Linked DNA regions of Mus musculus: regions 1 and 3 are each linked to region 2. The links are chromatin contacts, called in public HiCAR-type and promoter capture Hi-C maps. All regions are on one chromosome and are shown on one strand. The core of a region is the stretch at or near the end of the contact, and the rest is flanking DNA. Distances in the headings are between cores, read along the strand shown. Region 1 holds the start of Nrip1 (nuclear receptor interacting protein 1). Region 2 holds the start of Cxadr (coxsackie virus and adenovirus receptor). Region 3 has its middle 66 kb from the start of Gm31258.

Region 1 (2,851 bases), core at 274-2,773, 1.9 Mb before region 2:
GAAGATGCCGCCCACTTGCTAAACCTGTGATTCACTAATAAGCGGGTTCAATGTAATTCATAACTTTAAAGAATTACTAAAGCCCCTGCTTTACAAAACCCAAGAAACACAGACCACACATCATTTAAGCATGTATTCGTATACACAGACACAGACAGACAGACAGACATGCCAATCTTGGTTTACTTTTAGTCTGTCTCTCTTTCTCTAAAAACACGGTTTTCCTTCAGTGTCACAATCAGCTTACATGAGCAGACAAACTCCAGCCTGGTGCCACAAAAAAATGAGTTAAAAGTTCTTGCACCTAATCATGTCCGGACTTTCCCCCAACTAAAATGACCCATTAATTAAAACAACAACGACGACGACAAAGTATTTTAACGTGAAATTACCTAACGTTCCGTTTTTCGTTTACGACCTCCAGAATCCAGTTAAATTACTGACATGATGGAAGGTAGAAACTCCTGGAATGCCTTAGAGATCAACATGTGTCAGACTCTCTGCCTGTCCGCCTTTTAAACACAGTGGATTCCTTTGTTCCTTCAGTCTGAATATCAACTCCTGATTAAAATTTGGAAAGTACTTTGGAAAGGGATAGGAGGGTCTGGGGAATGTTTGCACGCTAGAGGGTTTCTTCTAACAACAATAGTATTAAAGGAGGACAGTGGCACCAGAGAGGAGAGCGGTCTCCCCGGACTTTACCAGGCTCATGCGAGTGAACCCCCTCTCGGATGCTGGGGGAACTGGGCTGAGGCCTCGGGTGCAAGGAGCCTCGCCCTCCCTCGGCAAGCGGGGAGCTCGTGCCCAGCAGGCCGGGCCTGGGGCTCAGTGCTGCCCCTTCTCCGAGTCACTTTTCCCGGCCGGGGATCGGCGAGCACCGCGCAAGGGAGACGGCAGCGATAGGCGGGGAGCAGCGCGGGCGCCACCGAGAGCACCGCTGGGCGGCAGGACCGAGCGGCGCGGCAGCCAGCGCCCGGGGCTCGGGGCCAACGGGGGCAGCTGGGCGGGCGAGCTCGACCGGGGCCCCGCGACCCGGCCACCCGCGTGGGTCCCGGCGCAGAACACCCAGGGCGGCTGCGCCCCTCGCGCCAAGGCTGGCACGGACGAGCCCGCGGCTGGGAACTCCACAACTTGGCGGCTGCGCCGGCCGGGCCCGCGAGTTCCAGGGGAGAGCCGGAGCGGGGCGCGGCGGAGGGCTGTCCCCGGGATCCGTGTTCCCGGAGCTCCCCGCGGGCCTCCCCCGGCCTCCGCCGCCTCCACGGGCCGCGCACCCAGGCCGTGCCCGGGCGGCGCGGCGTCCGCTCCCGCGAGCTCCGCACGGAGCCCGGGCCGCGATTGCCACTCACCGAGGCCGCCGCGGCTCCGGGCCGCCGATCCGCGTCGCTCCCTCCTTCCCAGGTTAGCCGTGCCCTGCGGCCGCGCGAGGCCACGGGCGCTGCGCTCGGGCGGGCTGGGGCCGGCTCGTCCTCCGCCTGCGCCGCGGTCGCCGTCGCCTCCCGAGTTCGGGGCTCTGCTGCAATGTCTGCGAGGCTGACTTTGAGCGCCTCGCTCGCCGCCCGCCCGCCGCAGCCGCGCTCCTCCCTCCGCCGCCGACTTCGCGGCGGCCGGGTCCCTCCCCTCGCTGCTCCACGCCATTCAGCTCTTCAGCCAAGTTTCTTAACCCTTTTCTGCCCCTCCCTCCCATTGTCACCCGGGCCGAGCGCGCACCCGGAGGCTCGGCGGAGCCGGGGAGCCCACCGGGCGTCTGCAGGCCTCCTCGCCGGTGCTCCGGGTGGGGGTCCGGGACTGATCGGCCTTGAAGGCAGAGAGAGGACGCGGTTGGACCCGGAGAAGGAGGGGGTGCTGTGCTTCCCGAGCCGGCGCCCTGGCTTCCCAGCCCCGTCCAGCCAGCCGCCTGGACAGATTCCCCGCTAGGGGCCAGGCGATCGCCCATGTCACCCGTGCCGGGGCAAACGCTGGGGGCACCACAGGGGCGTCGGGGCACCTTAATCCTACCCCAGGTTCCCCAGCCTACGTGCTGGCACCTTAAGTGTCTCCCTTTCTCCCGTTTCACCCCACAAACACGCGTTCTTTTGGCGCCCTTTACCCACCCTCAATTTCCACCTCCTTAAAATCTGTGTCCCGCTCAAATCCCGGAAGCTGCGGCGCTGTATAACTCTAGGTCATTTTGACCCCATGCTCAGCACCTAGTAGGACCCAGTGATAAATATGGCATGATTCCAAGCGGAAAACTGGAAAGGAGACCTGAGGAGTGCACAGCTAGCTCCCTAGACGGACGCAGGACCCAGGAACCTGGTTTCTCTTCTGCTGCTTTGTCACTGCGAAGTCTCCAGCAGGGTCTGCCCGCCAAACTGCACCACCCCCAGGAAGGATCTGACCCAACAGGACTAGGAGATGGGCTGTCACTTCTTTAAAGCAGCTCTTGCTGGGTTCAGAGTCTCAATAAATAACAATTACATCATATAGCCAGGGTGGCAATGCAGGGAAACTTGGGTTTCCTGCAGCCTGGTCTCGCTGAACCCGCCTCTAAATTTGAGGTGGGCTAACAGATTGGTGAGGCGAGAAAGTGGAGGGAGGAGAGAAAAATAAGAAACCATGATCTCTTCCTCGCCTTGTGTTTTCTGCTTTTAAAACCTATTCTCTCTACTCCCTTCATATCTTACTTGTGAAGCCTCCTTTTAACGCTCCCCCTACCCCAGATGTCTCTGTCTCGTTTGTTTTTGACTCTAGTCATGAAAAGAATTACCTGCGGGAAGACTTGTGGTTGCAGAAGTTGTTTTTGTTTGACATTAAAAAAAAAAAAAAAAGGCTAAAGTACATCTTCGATTCACCCTAAACTCTGAAGTGCTAT
Region 2 (2,946 bases), core at 183-2,682:
TTGATCGGAAAGGAGAGGAGGTGGGAAGAGGCAAGAGAGAGCCAGGATCTTATGGGTGTTTTGAAACCTCTAAGCCTGCCCCCAGGGATTCACCTCCTCCAACAAGGCCACACCTACTCCAAAAGGCTGCAGTACCCAATCCTTCTAATCCTTCCAAATAGTGATTAAGCATTTAAATATATGAGCCTGTGGGGACATCCCTATCACCCCCTACACCTGCCTTCTCTCTTTTCTCTGGTTCAACAAGCAACAAGGCATTCCCAATATTCCTTTATTAGTCCCTACTTGCTGAGCACTATGTGCTCTGTGGGGGGGGGGGCAAGCATTTTTTAAAAAAGATTTATTTATTTTTATATATTTGAATACACTGTCGCTGTCTTCAGATATACCAGAAGAGGGTACTTGATCCCATTACAGATGGTTGTGAGCCAGCCACTATGTGGTTGCTGGGAGTTGAACTCGGGACCTGTGGATGAGCAGCCATTGCTCTTAACTGTTGAGCCATCTCTGGACCTACCAAGCATTTTTTTTTTTAATGCACGATTTCACTTTCACTTCTAAATAACTTGCCCACCAAGACCCCTAACTCTTGGCCATTACGCTGGTTTCTTCTGTTTTCTACCTCCTAATATGGGGCTCTTGTGAATTTCAACATTTCTAACAGTTAAAAAAAAAATCTGGGAAGAGCAACCAAGAATAGTTAGCAAAGGCAAGTCTGAGGATAACAGCTTGGGAGAGCTGCAGGGCGGGATTGCACTGGCTTTTCAAATTCCTAATTTCCAAGAGCCACTCCCGTTCACTTAGCCATCCCCAACCGGTCCCACTTTTAAAGTTCTTTTGTCCCTGTGGGCTAACTTCAGGGCTGGAACGACTCATAATCGCAAGGAGGAGAAAAGCCCCAAGTATTTGTTAAACCTGCCGCCTCAATTTATAGGTCTAGTGTATACAGGGGCGGAAGAAAAGCCTCTCCTGAGCCTTCAATAGGAACCTAGCCATTCAAAAAGAAGGCAAGATATTGGCGGGGCTCTCTGATCGCCCTTGGAAACACGGGTGCCAGGAGGTCCCCACCCCTGACCACAGGATGCGGTGACTGCTGGCTAGTGGTGTGTCGAAAGAAACCTAGCTCAAGGTTTAGGGAGAGGGAGCAATTCCGGCCTGGAGCTGGGCTCTGGGGAGGAGGGCGTGACTGTTTCAGCAGTGAGACTGGCTCGCTGCTTCCCAGCTCACAAAGCGATTTAACCAGGAGTCGGGAGAGCTGGAGGTGGCTGCTAGCGCAAGCAGGTGTACAGCGCGCAAGACCGCTGGGACTGGAAGGTTCCTTAGAGGGGAGTGGGGGTGGGGAGGGGGGGTGGGACGCGGGCTGATCCCAGTTTCCATGGCAACCCCAGGGCGCCAACACTGTGGGCTCTTGCTTAGGGGCTCCCGGGTGCTGCCGGAAGTGACGCGTTCACCTGCCGAGCTGGGGCGGGGCGCAGAGGTGCCTTCGCTGCTGCCACCGCCGGGAGCCAGTCGGGAGTGTACCAGGCTCTGGGAAAACCAGGGCTCCCAGCCGAGATCGTTTACCTGCAAGCCACGACCCGGCCGGCAGCTACCATGGCGCGCCTACTGTGCTTCGTGCTCTTGTGCGGGATCGCGGGTGAGTTGCGGCACCTCTCCGTCCCAGTCGCTTGCGCTCCCAGCTCGCGGCCTCCCGGGAACAATGGGGCGTGGGGGGAGGGGGCGGCTCAATTTGGGGGGCGCTGCCGTGGTAGTGGCGGATGGGCACCCATGCACAGGGTGATCTGCCCCGGACCACGCGCGCCAGCCCGGAGAATGCATCGGTCCCCGGGAGCGGCGCAGGGGGCGTGAGGCGTCTGGGAGGCAGCGGAGCGGGGACCCGATCGTCCGGTGGCGGTGGCGGAGGCTCGCCCAGGGGCGTGTGGGGCGCGCCTCCAGGGCAGCTTACCCTGGGGACCATTTGGCTTTATCTGCCCTTGTCTGTTTCCCGCGTCTGCCTGGGTGTTGTGTGCCGCCAGCCTTCCCCGATTTCCAAGCTCCGGGCTGCGAGTTTTTAGGTATCGGGTAGTCCAAGCCGGGGAGGCTGAATTACCAACGCCATTATTTGAGAGAAGACTGAGCCGTTCGGTGTCAGTCGCCCTGGCTACCTTTAGGAAAGAAGCACCGAAGCTGCTGGTTTTTAGTCTCAAAGAACAGGCTAGCTCGACCCAGCAGCTCCGAGACGAGGTATTAGGAGCCGAAGGTCTGAAATCGCTGTTGGGGAGGAGTTAGCCCGGGTTTGTAATAAGTTGATTTTTTTTTTTTTTTTTTGTATGATGATTGACGTTCAGGTGGTGAGGCGTGTGGTGGTAGAAATCGCCCAGTACATCTTTCAGCTGCAGAGCGTCTCTTTCAGGAAATAAGGCATTAAAAAAAAAATGCCTGGACCCCAGGACGCATACGCATTCTAGCACTTAGAAATTAATCTTTTTCTAAGTGTGTTTTTAACAAGTCGGTCTCATTTCCTAATACTAAGCAATTGGAGGAATTTTCGAGCCAAGTGAGTCATGTAAAAGATTTACACGTTCAACTCTGGGAAGCACGCACGCGCACACACACCGTAGCCTCCGAAGAGGATTGCTTAGGATTGCGGGAGTTGGGAAGGTTGTTGGATCTGCCTCAGCTCTACTGGGATGGCTCTCTCTGCTTCCTGCTGAAATGTTAATTCCATTGTTGGATGCCACAGCTGTGGACATTACTCATGGGATCAACATTCTATTAACAAGTCTAATCTGTGGAGCTGAGGCTACCACACCGCCTCCACCTCCACCTTTTTTTTTGGATACAGATCTTTTAGGCTTGGCTGAAATTTCGAAATTAAATCTTGTGAAAAACAGGAAGGGTCGTTGAACCAGTCTGCTCGGTGAATCCCACCTTTGTTTGGTAAAACAAACCGAAGTTGAATACATC
Region 3 (3,111 bases), core at 309-2,808, 1.1 Mb before region 2:
TTTTTAAGCAGTCAAATTAGTGCTGCAAGATATACCCTAGTTCCGTGATATGGAAATGCGCAAATGGAGCTTAGGCAGATGCCCACGACAATTGAACTGCAAATAAATGAACATCTAAGCCTAACCGTGGAGAGACATGTACATTATTTAGCTTCTTACTCTGATGCTTAGTGATACAGAGGAAGTCTTTAGGTCCTTAATTACCTTTTATTTGCTGACTAGATTCTACCTCCACAGCTCACACCAATAAATAACTAGACTAATGTTTAAATCATGCACACACAACACACACACACACACACACACACACACACACACACACACACACACCACATACTTTTCCTTTGAAGCAGAAAATGATGTCTATATTCACCCAAGTGTTGTGGAGGAAGCATTAAGCTTTGGGAAGGAAATAATCGGTGGATTTTTATTCCTGAAGTAAGCAAGCATGTTCGTGCATATTCTTTCTGCATACATGCCTATGCGTCACTCAGTGCAAGCGGTGCCCCTGCAGCTTTTGCGCAGTAATTAGATTGGTGTAATCACAGTGGAATGAAGACAGCCACACTGATAATTTCACAGTGAATATTAAAGACATATGTGCCTTCCAGTGTACAATAAATGAACCTGAACTGCTGTCAGGGTCTAGGAGGACAGTGTGGCCAATGCACCTATTGTGTCCCTGCTGCAGAAAGGAGCCTGCCGATTGGCTACTGTCTGCAGCACATAGCACTGGCTTGTTATAAAGGACTTGTCTAGGGGAGAGCCTGTAGGTACTCCATTGTCTGGTAAAGTTCATATGACTGCATTATTTTGCAAGGGGGGTGGTGGAGGTGGTGGTGGAGGGAGAGCTTAGAGGGGGTATCAGCTCAACTGTAAAAGCTATACAGATTCTCTCTCTCTCTCTCTCTCTCTCTCTCTCTCTCTCTCTCTCTCTCTCTCTCTCTGTCCTTCCTCTCTCTCTCTCTCCCCCTCTCCCTCTCTCCCTCTCCATAGATCATCTCTGCTTCATGCCCTGTCTCATTTCGCATAGCTAAAAAAAAAAGAATGCTAATTAAGATCCCATGTCTTAACCTGAAAATAATGACTCGGCTGTAATTAGAAATCTGCTGAGAGTTTAAAATTCTAGTAGGGGACCAAAAGCATCAGTTATGGTGATTAGGAAGAAAATGAAGAAGTATGTTTCTGTAATCAAGGTAAACATGGGAAAAGGGGGATTCCCTCATCTTTTTTTTTTATCCAATTTTAACCAATAGTATTCTGCTGCAGATGAGAAGATACTGTGTTTCAAAAACGATTTTAACCATCAAATTGAAAGAACACAAATCAGTAGCAATAGAAGCCTTAATCCTCCTTAGGATGCAATTCAGATGAAAGACCTGCTTTTATTTTTCTTTTTTGTATGTGTGTGTTATAGACGGATCTGAGAACGCTGTCTGGGCTTCGTGCCAAGGGCTGGTATTCACACAGCAACGACGGCCTCACAGAAGAGCTGTGGGAAGCAGGAGGGCGAGCCTCTCTTAGGGTGCCACTACTATGGAGACACAGCTGGGCTGAACAAGATTTGCTTCAAACGACAACAAGAGAGACAGAAAGTATCTGATTCAACCGCTGCCCAAGCAGGCAGGCACCAGAAGAGCTAGCAGCCAATCCGGCCATGCTCGAAGCCAGTCCTGCAGCTCAGCCAATCAGTGACATCATTGGTGAGAAACTCATTTACATCATGCAGTAATGAACTTTGTTTAACATAGCCTTCCCCCTTTTCCTATTACCCTCCCCTCCCCCAGATTAGTCCTTCCATTAATTATTCTGGTGGCATAATTTAAATCGCTATGTGAAAATGTGGCTACATTCTTCCTGGTAGCTCTTACCCAGTCTCCAACTGATGTCTGCAGTAACAGAAGTGGTTCTAAGTACAATGCTATTTTGCTTGGTTGGGTCTTGCATATATTATCTTCTCCTTCTTAAAAAGAAAAAAAAAAACTCTCAGAAAAAAAATCCCAAACTTTTGTTTATTAGATGCCCCCTCTCAATGAAATACGTGTTTTCTCCAAGTTGCTGTACAATGTAATAGGGAATGGGGGGGGGGTATGCTGCCATGGACGTTGTGATTTTTTTTCCAAGCAATCTGCATCTTGGAGGTCCCTTTCACGTTTTTAGATTTTATGTTGTAGTGGCCATTTTACATACAGTGCTTTCTCCAAGAAAAAGCTCTATGTACATCTGTCAAATGGAGGAAAGTTCTCTCTTGTTTTATTCTGTCCTTCACTGCTCTCAGCCAACATGTCATCTTATTAATGAATAGAACTGAGGTCATTTCTGAACAAATCTCTCCCTTCCCATCGCAGCACAATGCACCTGATTTGCATCCATTTACTAGAAATACTGAATACAAGAACCAGCTTGAAAAGAAGTGCAGGGAACAGCTTACATATTATTTCAGAATATGACAGGGACATTTGTTTCTCAGGAGGCATAATATGTAACAGCTGCTTTAATGTTTCTCTGAAAATGCCTGCTCTCCATTTATAGTTCAATACCTCCAGTGAATTTATGGGATCATTATATAACCAGAGTTGAGCAAATGAAATCATAGTCACGAAGGAATTCATTTATCTACGGAAAGACATTTGGAAGTACAATGTTGTCTCGCACATTTGTGTTTTGTTGGTCAGGATAACACACTTTGTTCGATAGATGGCTTAAAAAGTCTGAAACATGTGGTCTGAGAAGATTTCTATTTGCTTTACAGATGCCCAAAGACTGAAACTGGGACAGACTTTAGTGTGATTTCTCTTAATTCATATATTCCATGCGTTGTTGCCATGAAAAGCATGTGGTTGTCTAGAACTGATAGCCAAAGTCCATTGTCTATTTTCTATTAAAGGAATGCTTTGGATATAATTATTCAAAGACATGGAATTTTAAAATACACCAACAAAGGTGTCATAACTGTGCACGGTTTTTTAAAAGAAGCTTAGCGAGCACAATGATAGGCATAGCCACACGAAGGGTTTAGACAAGAAGCCCATGGCCCTTTTAATTCATGAGGCATTCCGTCATCCCGTCATCTGTATTCAGGGGGCGACTGTCCTGAATCAGTCATGAGCT

The links. Promoter capture Hi-C pulls out the DNA fragments that hold promoters and counts their contacts. HiCAR-type assays count read pairs that join an accessible place to other places.
Region 1: a contact with region 2 is called in a promoter capture Hi-C map of hippocampal neurons, with 4 times the contacts expected there. The contact joins the promoter of Nrip1 here to the promoter of Cxadr in region 2. A contact is called at or near these places in 2 of 39 promoter capture datasets (hippocampal neurons and liver).
Region 3: a HiCAR-type map of astrocytes shows a contact between it and region 2, with 3 times the contacts expected there. The contact joins the enhancer-like site here to the promoter of Cxadr in region 2. A contact is called at or near these places in 3 of 39 promoter capture datasets (the 3T3-L1 cell line, cranial neural crest and hippocampal neurons), 1 of 484 Hi-C or Micro-C datasets (cerebral cortex) and 3 of 115 datasets of contacts at active chromatin or transcription factors (astrocytes, embryonic forebrain and neural tube).

What each region holds. Positions count from the first base shown.
Region 1 is chr16:76,371,526-76,374,376 of GRCm38.p6, forward strand. Nrip1 (nuclear receptor interacting protein 1) reads right to left here and starts at 1,524. Exons shown (of 4, transcript NM_173440.3): 1 at 1,347-1,524.
Region 2 is chr16:78,300,239-78,303,184 of GRCm38.p6, forward strand. It overlaps Cxadr (coxsackie virus and adenovirus receptor), which reads left to right and starts at 1,433. Exons shown (of 7, transcript NM_001025192.3): 1 at 1,433-1,636. The coding sequence starts at 1,594.
Region 3 is chr16:77,235,548-77,238,658 of GRCm38.p6, forward strand. No RefSeq gene overlaps it. Among named protein-coding and RNA genes, the nearest start is that of Gm31258, 66 kb to the right of the region's middle. Within about 2 kb of position 1,559, at least 101 of the 459 cell types and tissues checked have an H3K27ac peak or open chromatin away from gene starts, as enhancers often do. A contact at or near this core is called in astrocytes, cerebral cortex, embryonic forebrain and 1 more, where this site is marked.